Regions from separate parts of the Oryctolagus cuniculus genome. Here region 2 is linked to region 1. The links are chromatin contacts, called in public Micro-C maps. All regions are on one chromosome and are shown on one strand. Each heading gives the region's core, a stretch centred on a gene start, on an enhancer-like site or on the middle of the called end of the contact. The rest is flanking DNA. Distances are from core to core; before and after follow the strand shown. Region 1 holds the start of LOC138848503 (collagen alpha-2(I) chain-like). Region 2 overlaps RBPMS (RNA binding protein, mRNA processing factor).

Region 1 (4,932 bases), core at 1,445-3,944:
GGCAAACAGCCGAAGCACCCTGACAACCACAACATCGACCGTTTTCTCACGGTGATTGGAACTCACTGTCCACTGCCGTTCACAAGTCACCAGAAACAGCCCTCCTGTCCTGGTGTGTGCGTGTCCGTGTTACACGTGTATGCCCTGTCTCCTGCGGCCCATTGCCAAAGCTTTCTGAAAACAAACCGCTGCTCCTCTGGGTGGGCAGGCAAAGCGGCCAGTGCAGTGGGATTTTGTGCAATGCTAAGCTCACTGAATGGCACCCACCAAATGCCATATTTATTTAACTTGTGGCTTTCAGGGTTAGGAAAAAAAAGGGGAGGGGGAGAAAGAGAGAGGAGGTTAGTGTTTCAAAACCAGAATGTCAACCATAAACCCTCTCTGGTCAGGGTGTATCCGCAGTGTATACTCTCGCTTCTTATACAACCTGGGTTCTGAAACCTTCCTACCTCCTGTCTTATTTTTTAAGTAACAAGCGTTTTGCTAAAAAGACCTACACCTGGAGGAGCCCACGCCTTTCCCACCCGGAAAGGAACGCTGCTGGGGAAACTAGAAGCAATGCCTGCGACTTGGATGGCCTCTGATCACAGGGACCCACAACCTCGCGATAACCGAGCCCATCCAGGCAAATCCTGGCGGCAGTTCACCTGGCATGGGTCAAGAGAAAAATCTGACTTCTGTCGTCCATTCGATTTTAAGTTAATTGGATATGGTTTTCGAGACACCTGAGCCCATTTTGCTACTACCAAAAGAAAAAGAAAAAAATCTGCAGTCTGATGAACTTTCTCTTAACTACAAGTTTCCTCAACTGGTTAACAGAGAAAGATTGTTTCACAAGATACACTCTCACACTTAGGAGCGGCCAGATTGCCACTCTAAGTGGAACAGAAAGGTTTCTGAAGCAATGATTCTCTTGACGGGTTAAGTGAATTAGCTGCACATGCCAATTCCTGAAAATGCAAATTTGCCATCATTTTTCAGTTTTTAAAGGACAGGGAAAATAAACTAAACAGTAGAGAAGCCAGAAAGTGGAATTTGGAATTCCAGCCTTGGTGTCTTTTTAAAAGCACTGTCACGAGTAGTCCTACATTTGCAGGCACCAAACAAGAAGGGGCAAACAGCTTTTCAAAATAAAGCTTTGTCATAAAACAGGCGATTTCCTCCAGGAGCCAATTCTCAGCTTACTAACTCACCCAGGTGACAACGCTGCTCCACGGCGCTACCTTTTGCATTGTTTTGCATGGTCTTCGCCTGTCTCTCCTATTTAATTAAATAGCTCCAATTTTACACGTGGACGACTTAAAAGGGCTGAGGGATTCCTGCACGAGGTCCACTTCCAACTCTCGGGCCCGGCGCTGCGGCACCGCCTCGCCGCCCGCGCGCACCGCACGCTCTCTGGCTCCCGCACACACGCGCGCGAGCTCTTGGCGGAAGGCTGAGAGCCCCAACTTCGAGGGAACTCAGCAAGTGAGCGGAGGCACTGTTTCTGGGGCTGCGGGAACAGTCATTTGAGAAACCCCACAATCATCCCCTAACTACGGAGTTCTGGAACGTGCGTCCCGCACACCCCTTCCCCACACTTCCTCGGCTTCGCGTTTGCCAAAGGCAAGTGCCCCCCAACTGCAAGCTGTCTCCCCTCCAGGATCCCGGACGCACAACCCAAATCAAAGTCCTACCGCAGCGTCCTGGCCAGCATTCCGGGAGCGACGCTTTCGGCCCCTCTCATTCTGCTCCCCACATCCACACCCCGCCCCCGAAGTCTACCACAGCCCGGGGTTCGGGGGTTCCCGCCTCGCGGGCGGCGAGTTATCGATGAATCCACACACGCCCCGGCTCCGGAGAGACTTGGCCAAGAACTTTTCACACCGGCGCCAGCGCCAGCCCCTAACAGAGCTTCTCCCCAACTCCTTCCCAAAGCCGCCCGCACGCACGCACACAGACACACGCACTCCCTCCCGCCGGCTTCCAGCCCCTGGCGCTCAGAGAAGCCCTGACCCTCGGGTCCCAGTAACCTGAGGTCACCCAGGAGTCAGCTCTCGATTCCGCTTTTAAAATCCCGGGCACACAAAGCCGAGCATTCTACTTGGAGGGTGTCTCCGCAAAGTTCTGCAAGTCACGCAGCGCAGGGTGCGCGGACACCCCCAGAACCCGCGCCCTGGAGACGCACCCAGCCGGGGCCACGGCGCGCCGGCCCCCGGACGCGCCCCGCCGCCCGCCCGGGCCACCGCTACCTCTTCCTCCTGGAGGTTGGCCTCGCTCGGGGTGTTCTCCTTCTCGGCTTTGCCGCCGTTGTTCATCTTCCCGGTCCTTCGTCGCCGGGCAGGGCTGGGGCGCGGGGCTGGGCGAGGGCGCGCTCGCCCGCTTCTGCCTTCCCCGGGGCGCCGGGGCTGCCTCGGGCGGGCGCCGCGGGGCTGCGAAGGCTCGGGCTGGGCTCCCGCGGCGCGCAGACGACGGCGGCGGGCGACTCGGGGAGGAAGTGCGGGCAGGGCGCGGGCGCGGGCCGGCCGAGCGGGGCGCGGAGACAATCGCGACCGGGAGGGAGACCTGGGGCGGGAGGGCGGGCGCGAGGGAAGGAAGGAAGGGAGGGAGGGAGGAAGAGAGGATGGGGCGAGGGCGCGCGTCCCAGGAGTGAGCGCGGAGAGCTGGGGCTGGGGGCTGCCGCTGCCGGAGCAGAGCGAGGCTGGAAGGAAGGGATGGGGCGGCCGGAGAGGAGGAGGAGGAGGAGGAGGCGCCGGCCGCGGCTGGGACGCTGGGACGCGGAGAGCCGCTGGCTGCGCGCTCCTGGCCGGCTTTGGGAAGTCCGAGTCCGCTGCAGCTCCTTTCTCTCGCCTCCCTCCCTCCCCTCTCCGCTCTCCCCTCCCTCTCCGCCTCCCTCCGCCCTCCCTGGACGTGGGCTGCCGCCGTCAGCCCGCAGGGACGGGACGGGGGCCGCCGAAGCCCCCCGGCGGGAGGAGGGGCCGCGGAGTCGGCGCGGCCCGGGCCGGATGGCGCGCGCCGGGGAGGGGCGGCGGCGCGGAGCGGAAGCGGCCGACCCCGGCCCCGGCTCGACGGCAGAGCGAGGGCCGGGCGGGCTGAGCAAGGGAGGCTGGAGAGCCGGGTCCCCGGGCGCACGCGGCGTCCCCCGCGCCCCGGCTCGGAGAGGGGGCTTCGGGGAGCCGGGCCCTGGCCGTGCGCGGACCGGGGGCTGGGATGTGCCACTTTTGTTTGCCTGCTTTCCACGAGGGAGCTGCGCGCCCCCGGGCTCCTCGCCGGTAGGGGCTGAGACGCGGGTCGCGCCCTCGGGGCGAGGGCTTGGAGGCCCGGGACGGAGGAACGCCGGGGACAGCCGGGCCCCCGTGAGCCCCCCGCGAGCCCCCCGCCGGCCCGCTCTGGAGTTGATTGTTCACCTGGCCTCTCTTTGGGGAGCGCCTTCCTGGCAAAGGAGACCGAGCCCTGTTTATCCGGCTAATCCCGCGGCTGTTTAAATGAGCCCCCCGGCACACAGTGGGCACTTTTCTAAACGAGTCTTGGCAGGCAGCCCTGGAGGGTCAAGGCATTCGGGCAAAGCGAGGCGCCCGCCTAGTGTTCCCGCCGCGCCTCTGGGGGACTGCCTACTTTATTTTCTCGTCCGTGAAATGGGTGCAGTTACCCCGGAGTGTGGGGGGCACGCCTCACACCCTCCTGCCCGCTGTAGGCTTACAACATGGATGCTAACATCATTATGAAGAAAATTTCCATTTCTTCTGGGCCTGGAGCCTTTTGTCTTATGGGTCCAGTTATGCGTCTAAACTTGACTGCTACAAATGTATAACCTTACAACTCGCAACTAGTTCGTTCAGCGCCGCCTCCCGCTCCCAGGAATTCCTTCCTGCACAGCACCTATCACAGTTTCTATTTATTGACTGGCCTGCCCTTTATCTTGCCTCCCCTCCCCCCTCCAGAGCTTATACAGCTTTGAGTGCTGGTGGGGGTGGGGGTGACAGCAGAAGATAAGACCCTGCCTGTAGGGAGCTGAAAATGGAGTTGTGGAGACCAGATACCAGGAACAACTCCAAAGCAACAACATCCTGGCAGAGCACAAACATCTTTTGCTTTAAGGGGATCAGGAAGGGCCATTCAATAATCTTCTTGGATTTACAAGAGAGTTTCACAAAGTTCATGGAAAATGCTTACTATGAAAAAAAACTATGCATGAATTTCCAACCCCCCCCCCAATTTTTTGCAGCCTGGTAAATGTATATTTTCATTCCATCTTTCCATGAGCTTTTTTGAAATACCATGGTATGTACCGGGTTTGTTCTTTGAGGTCTGCAGATTTTGAAAGAAAAGTTTTCTATCCGGGAAAAAAAAAAGTTTTTCTCTAACTGCTGCCACGGTGTCACCGATCTCTCTGGGAATGAAGGTGCATTGCACATCGATGAGAATAACCTAGGAGGAGGCTGTTGAAGCCGCAGCTGAAGATGTTCCGAGGGGCGAGGCTACGGGGAGTCCGGAAGCTGTGTCTGCCTTCTGATGTGTTGGCCTGGGCTGGCAGCCCTGTCCGCGGCCTGCTCCTCCCTCAGTTAGAGGAGGAACCACGAGGGGGCGATATCTTCCTGAGCAATAGTTGAGCGGTGGTCTTGGGCCCTGTGCCCTTCTCCACTCTTGCCTGTGACAGAACCAAACCCCCTTTTGCTGAGCCTGACAAACCCCAAGGAAAGTGACGATTAAGCCGGTCCTTGATGTCTCCAGCCAGGCCTCACTTCGGAGAAGGTGGGTTATGTTGTATGACTTCAGGATCCTGGGGGACCCCCCCCCCCAACCCAGCGAAGTGTGGCTCCCTCCCAAACTCAGAGACTGCTGCTCCTATCTTCAAGCCAAACCAGGACTTTGTCCATTGTTGAGGTCAGAAATCTCTGGGATAAGAAACAAAACATTTCTAGGAGTTGTTTTGTTTTTTTGACAGGCAGAGTG
Region 2 (4,932 bases), core at 1,371-3,870, 110 kb before region 1:
GTGTTTGCGGTATTTCAGGATCGAAGCGGATGCCCTTTGGAAATAAAGAACAAATGGGAGATGTTTTCATTTCCTTCGCGTCAAACCGGATTGGTGACAAAATAAACACACCAGCACACCCTGGCCTGTCCCTAAAAAAAAAAGGCCAAGGAGAGCTCTCACTCTCACCGCTTTCAGGGAAATACACAAAAATGCACAGCACGGAGGGTCCAGAAAAATCAAGGAATTCAGCTTAATTACAAACTTCAGTTACCGGGATTTTCAACAAACTCCTTTTTTCTGGGAGACAAAAAAAAACAAAAAACAAAACAAAAAAAAACACCTTTCTGGTTCAATTTTCAAATTTTGGGTCAGCAAATTCCTAGCACCATTAACAACTTTGAGGAACTGGCCACCAGCAAGAATGAAAACTGTGACTGATCCCACGAGAACGAAGTACTGTGTAGCTCTGACACCTGGTATCCAGGAGGCTGGGGCGGCCACCGGCGTCCACACACTGAAGGACAACAGAGTTAATTTCTCAGTGCTCTTCATTGCCTATAGGTGGAGAACAAGATTCCCACCCCCTGTCTAATCACGGAACTTTATAACGGTAACACAAGTACTCTGCGTTCCTCAGGAGACAGGAATGAAATGGCTGTCAGATTTCAATGTAACAAATGTCCTTTGATTCCAGTTAGCTTATAAACTCATATAAAATCTAAATGCCTTGCTGTAGCAAAGCTCTGACTTTGATTAGAGTTGGCTTGCTGGCTGCAGAAAGATTACACAGGCCAAAGGGAACAGTAATTGCCAATTACCCTTGATCCTATTATTGCAGTTCAGCAAAAACCAATCACATTCAACAAAACCAACCACTGACACTGTTAAAAGACAAGATTCAGGCACAGCAGGTTAAGCTGCTGGCATCCTGTATCCGAATGCAGCTACCCTGCTTCCGACCCAGCTCCCTGCTAACGTGCCTGGGAAAGCAGAAGATGGCCCTGGGCCCCTGCCACCCACGTGGGAGACCCCGATGGAGTTCCAGGCTCCTGGCTTCCGCTTGGCCCAGCCCTGTACACACATGGACCTGAGGGCACCGGATGTCCTCAAGGATAGAGTAAGAACTTCTCATTCCGTAGCCCAGGACTGGGCGACTCTGCACGTCACAGGCTCAGCTTCAAAGACCCAAAGATAAGGCTGTGAACGACGTAGTATAGGCAGTGAGAGGTGGCAGCCAGGGGTGGGGGAGGAGGAGAGAGGTCCTCAGGTGTCACAGCCACAGCACCTGAGCCCCACCTTCCGGGGGGGGGATTTCTTCAGGGTCTGGAGTGAAGCATTCTGAGAGGGAACCACCAGAGGGTGGTGGGCGGGAGGAGGGGAGACCCCATGCACAGGTCTCCCCGCTGCCACACGGGATGTCCCCGCGGCCGAAGAACACAGCAGTGAGTTCTCGGTGAATGCTCCTTTTTGGGGTGCTAGCGGGGGAGCTCGGTGCCGTAAGTTCTAGACCAGGACTGTCTAGAAGGGAAGAGACAGGGCTGTGTTGTGACACAGCACCAGCTCTGGCCTGCGCCCACCGCCAGGCCTCTCACAGGGCTTCCGAGCTAGGACTGTGATCCCCAGGGGAGGATTTCCAAATATGGCGCTGAAGAGCTGGGCCTGTGCAGCGCGGCCCCTGGGAAAGACGCGGGCCTCCACCTCCACGTGCTGAGACACACAGAGTGCTGGCCTGCCGGCTGTTTCACCCTCCCCGAGCAGAAGCTACCCCGGAGCCCCAAGCGCACAGTGACGCAGCAGCCAGGCAGCGCAGGGCATCCTGGGGCCTGGCCGTGGTCCCCTGGGACCCCCGCGCCTCCCACAGCAAGGCTGCACATCTGCCGCTCCGGAGTCAGCCGAGGCTCCGCACTCGAGCTCGCCCGGGACACAACCTGGGCTGGCAGTCTGCATCAGAAAGCTCTGGTCCGCTCCCCGCCCCCCTCATCTTGTCTGAGCTAAAATAACAACAACAGCATGTTCCAGAGCAAAGTTCCAGCATCCTCGTTTAAAAAAAAAAAAAAAAAAAAAAAACCCAAAAGTTAAAATGACCTAATTTGCTTGGCAGCTTATGCAGAGGCAGAGGCTTAGAATACAAGCCACATTCCTCCAACATCTTTACCAGCAACACCATATTTGGTAACCAATATCCTGCTCCGCTGAGTTTCTATCCGTAGAGGTCAGTGAAGCCAAAAACTGTTTAAATGCCAGAGGAGGAGGAAGAGGAGGAGGAGGAGGACACAGAGAGGTGCAGGGGGAGCGAGAGCGTGGAAGAAGAGGAAGACAAGGGGAGAGGAAGAAGCAGACAGGAAGCAGTCATGAAAAAGAAATGCCTTGTGCTTTTAATTAAAACCTAGCGAGCGTCTTCTCTGGCTACAGTACGCTCACACCGAATGCTGTAGGATAAGGTTACTGCCAAGTGACAACCTTCCTCTTCCTTATCTACGCATGGACAATCGGTAATACATGAACTTCAGGATAACACGTTACCAGCAAACAGCTGGGTGTGACCAACCGGCTACGCTGACTGCCAACTGGCTCAACCAATCCAGGCTTGGCAGATGGTGAGCTCTCCGCCCAAGGCCAAGCCATGGAGAAGACAACATGGCCAACAACATAATGGCTGCCTGTGTATCTAAGGTGATGCCAGACAGCTTTGCGCAGGGCAGAAAAGGCCTGGGGAGCCATGGGAAGAGCAGAAGTTCAACAGGTGGCAGTCCAGGAAAGGGCTCAGCAAATTCCTATGGGACAGGATGCAGCGAGGATGTGTGCTGGGGGCGGCCAGAGGCAGATGGCTGCACCAGCAGGCTGGGGGAAGATAATAAAGGACCTCGTGGGCCCTACTGGGAGACTTGCTAAGGAGCACTGGGACGCCCCCACCCCCAAAACATTCGCCTCTGTGATTTGTGTGGGCTGGAACCTGAGCAGCTGCATTTCCAACACGTTCCCAGGGAGTGCTGATGCTGCCAGTGGAGGGCGCTACTAGTGGCAGGAAAAGATGAGCTCCATGGAGGGGCAGACCCAGATCAGGCGTGAAGCAGGCAGGGGGGTTCCAGTGCGATGGCCCACCTGCTGGTCCCTCTGTGGGAAGGGCCCTGGGGGTTGGTCTCAGTGTCCTGCACGGAAGCATGGTTACTATGTCCGGGACAGATGCTGCCCACAGTGATGAGATGTGTTTGTTCTTCTGGGAATATCAAGCGTGAGTGTGCAGGTAACGAAAATGGAGGTGGCCAGGGCTGAGTCACCTCGATAGCTCTGCAAACTATCGGCTACCCCAGGGTCCTCACAAATGGCCAGCCCAGGCCGGCGCCGCGGCTCACTAGGCTAATCCTCTGCCTGCGGTGCCAGCACCCTGGGTTCTAGTCCTGGTTGGGGTGCCAGTTCTGTCCCAGTTGCTCCTTTTCCAGTCTAGCTCTCTGCTGTGGCCCGGGAAGGCAGTGGAGGATGGCCCAAGTGCTTGGGCCCTGCACCCGCATGGGAGACCAGGAGGAAGCACCTGGCTCCTGGTTTTGGATTGGCGCAGTGCGTGGGCCGTAGCGGCCATTTGTGGGGTGAACCAACGGAAGGAAGACCTGTCTCTGTCTTATTGTCTAACTCTGCCTGTCAAAACAAAACAAAAACCAAATGGCTAGCCTATCAGTCCTTGACAAGGAGATTTAGAGGCAACAAAATCATCCGTTTACAGAAAAAAACTGGTGAGACTGGGGCAGACCTGGGCACACTTATTTTAAAAGGCCATAAATGGGACAATCAGTCTGTTACTAGTAACATGTGGTGACCAACATGATGGGGGACAGAGGGCAGGAGGTACACATCTCTGTACAATTTTGTCTGAAATTTTTATATACATACATAATTTAAAAAATGTTTATTTACTTGAAATGCACAGTGACAGGGTGGGAGGAGAGACAGATATCTTCCATCTCAGTTCACTTCCCCAGATGCTTATAATATCCAAAAGCCAGGAGCCTGAACTCCATGTGGGCCTCCCACATGGGTGGCAAGAACTGAAGGGCTGGAGCAGTAACACCTGCTGCCTGCCACCATGTACCTTAGCAGGAAGGTGGATCAGAAAGGGTGGGTGGACTCCATCCTAGGCACTGGATATGGGATGTGGGTATCCTGAGTGGCAGCTTAGCCCTATGCACCACACTGTCCCCCTTTTTATTTCTTAAAGTCATAATTGATAAGATCCGTTAGAGATTTAAAAACGAAAAGAGGGAGAGATCTAGAATACGTGATTTCCCACGGAGGGGTAGCAGAGCCGGGGCAGAACAACACCCAGCCAGCAAGGTCGGTCTTTTTTTTTTTTTTTTTTGACAGGCAGAGTGGACAGTGAGAGAGAGACAGAGAGAAAGGTCTTCCTTTGCTGTTGGTTCACCCTCCAATGGCTGCCGCGGCCAGCGCGCTGTGGCTGGTGCACCGCGCTGATCCGAAGGCAGGAGCCAGGTGCTTCTCCTGGTCTCCCATGTGGGTGCAGGGCCCAAGCACTTGGGTCATCCTCCACTGCACTCCCTGGCCACAGCAGAGAGCTGACTTGGAAGAGGGGCAACCGGGACAGAATCCGGCGCCCCGACCAGGACTAGAACCCGGTGTGCTGGCGCCGCAAGGCGGAGGATTAGCCTAGTGAGCCACAGCGCCGGCCGGTCAGTCTTTTCTTTCTGTTTTTAAGCTTTATTCGGAAATGTCATATTAATAGAAAAGCTGCAGGCTCTTCCTTTTACACAGCTGTGGAGCTTTTTGCCCTTGACTGTGTGATAGTAAATTACAAGGAGGATGCCCCGTACCCTCCACTTCAGTTGGTTTCCTAAAATCAAGGACACCTCTTCATTTTCCTGATCCAGAACGCAATCCAGAATCACACCCATCTGCTTCGTCTCCTTTCATGTGGAAAATTTCTTCAGTCCTCGTCTTTCG

What was found. A called contact is a pair of places that touch in the nucleus more often than the background predicts.
Region 2: a contact with region 1 is called in a Micro-C map of ear pinna, with 2.2 times the contacts expected there. The contact joins the enhancer-like site here to the promoter of LOC138848503 in region 1.

What each region holds. Positions count from the first base shown.
Region 1 is chr2:80,424,821-80,429,752 of mOryCun1.1, reverse strand. LOC138848503 (collagen alpha-2(I) chain-like) reads left to right here and starts at 2,694. Exons shown (of 2, transcript XM_070068518.1): 1 at 2,694-4,932. The coding sequence starts at 2,694. The coding sequence ends at 3,464. It overlaps RBPMS (RNA binding protein, mRNA processing factor), which reads right to left and starts at 2,579. Exons shown (of 8, transcript XR_007918162.2): 1 at 2,232-2,579.
Region 2 is chr2:80,537,544-80,542,475 of mOryCun1.1, reverse strand. It overlaps RBPMS (RNA binding protein, mRNA processing factor), which reads right to left. Exons shown (of 8, transcript XR_007918162.2): 5 at 1-34. Among named protein-coding and RNA genes, the nearest start is that of RBPMS, 110 kb to the right of the region's middle. Within about 2 kb of position 2,620, at least 4 of the 8 cell types and tissues checked have an H3K27ac peak or open chromatin away from gene starts, as enhancers often do. A contact at or near this core is called in ear pinna, where this site is marked.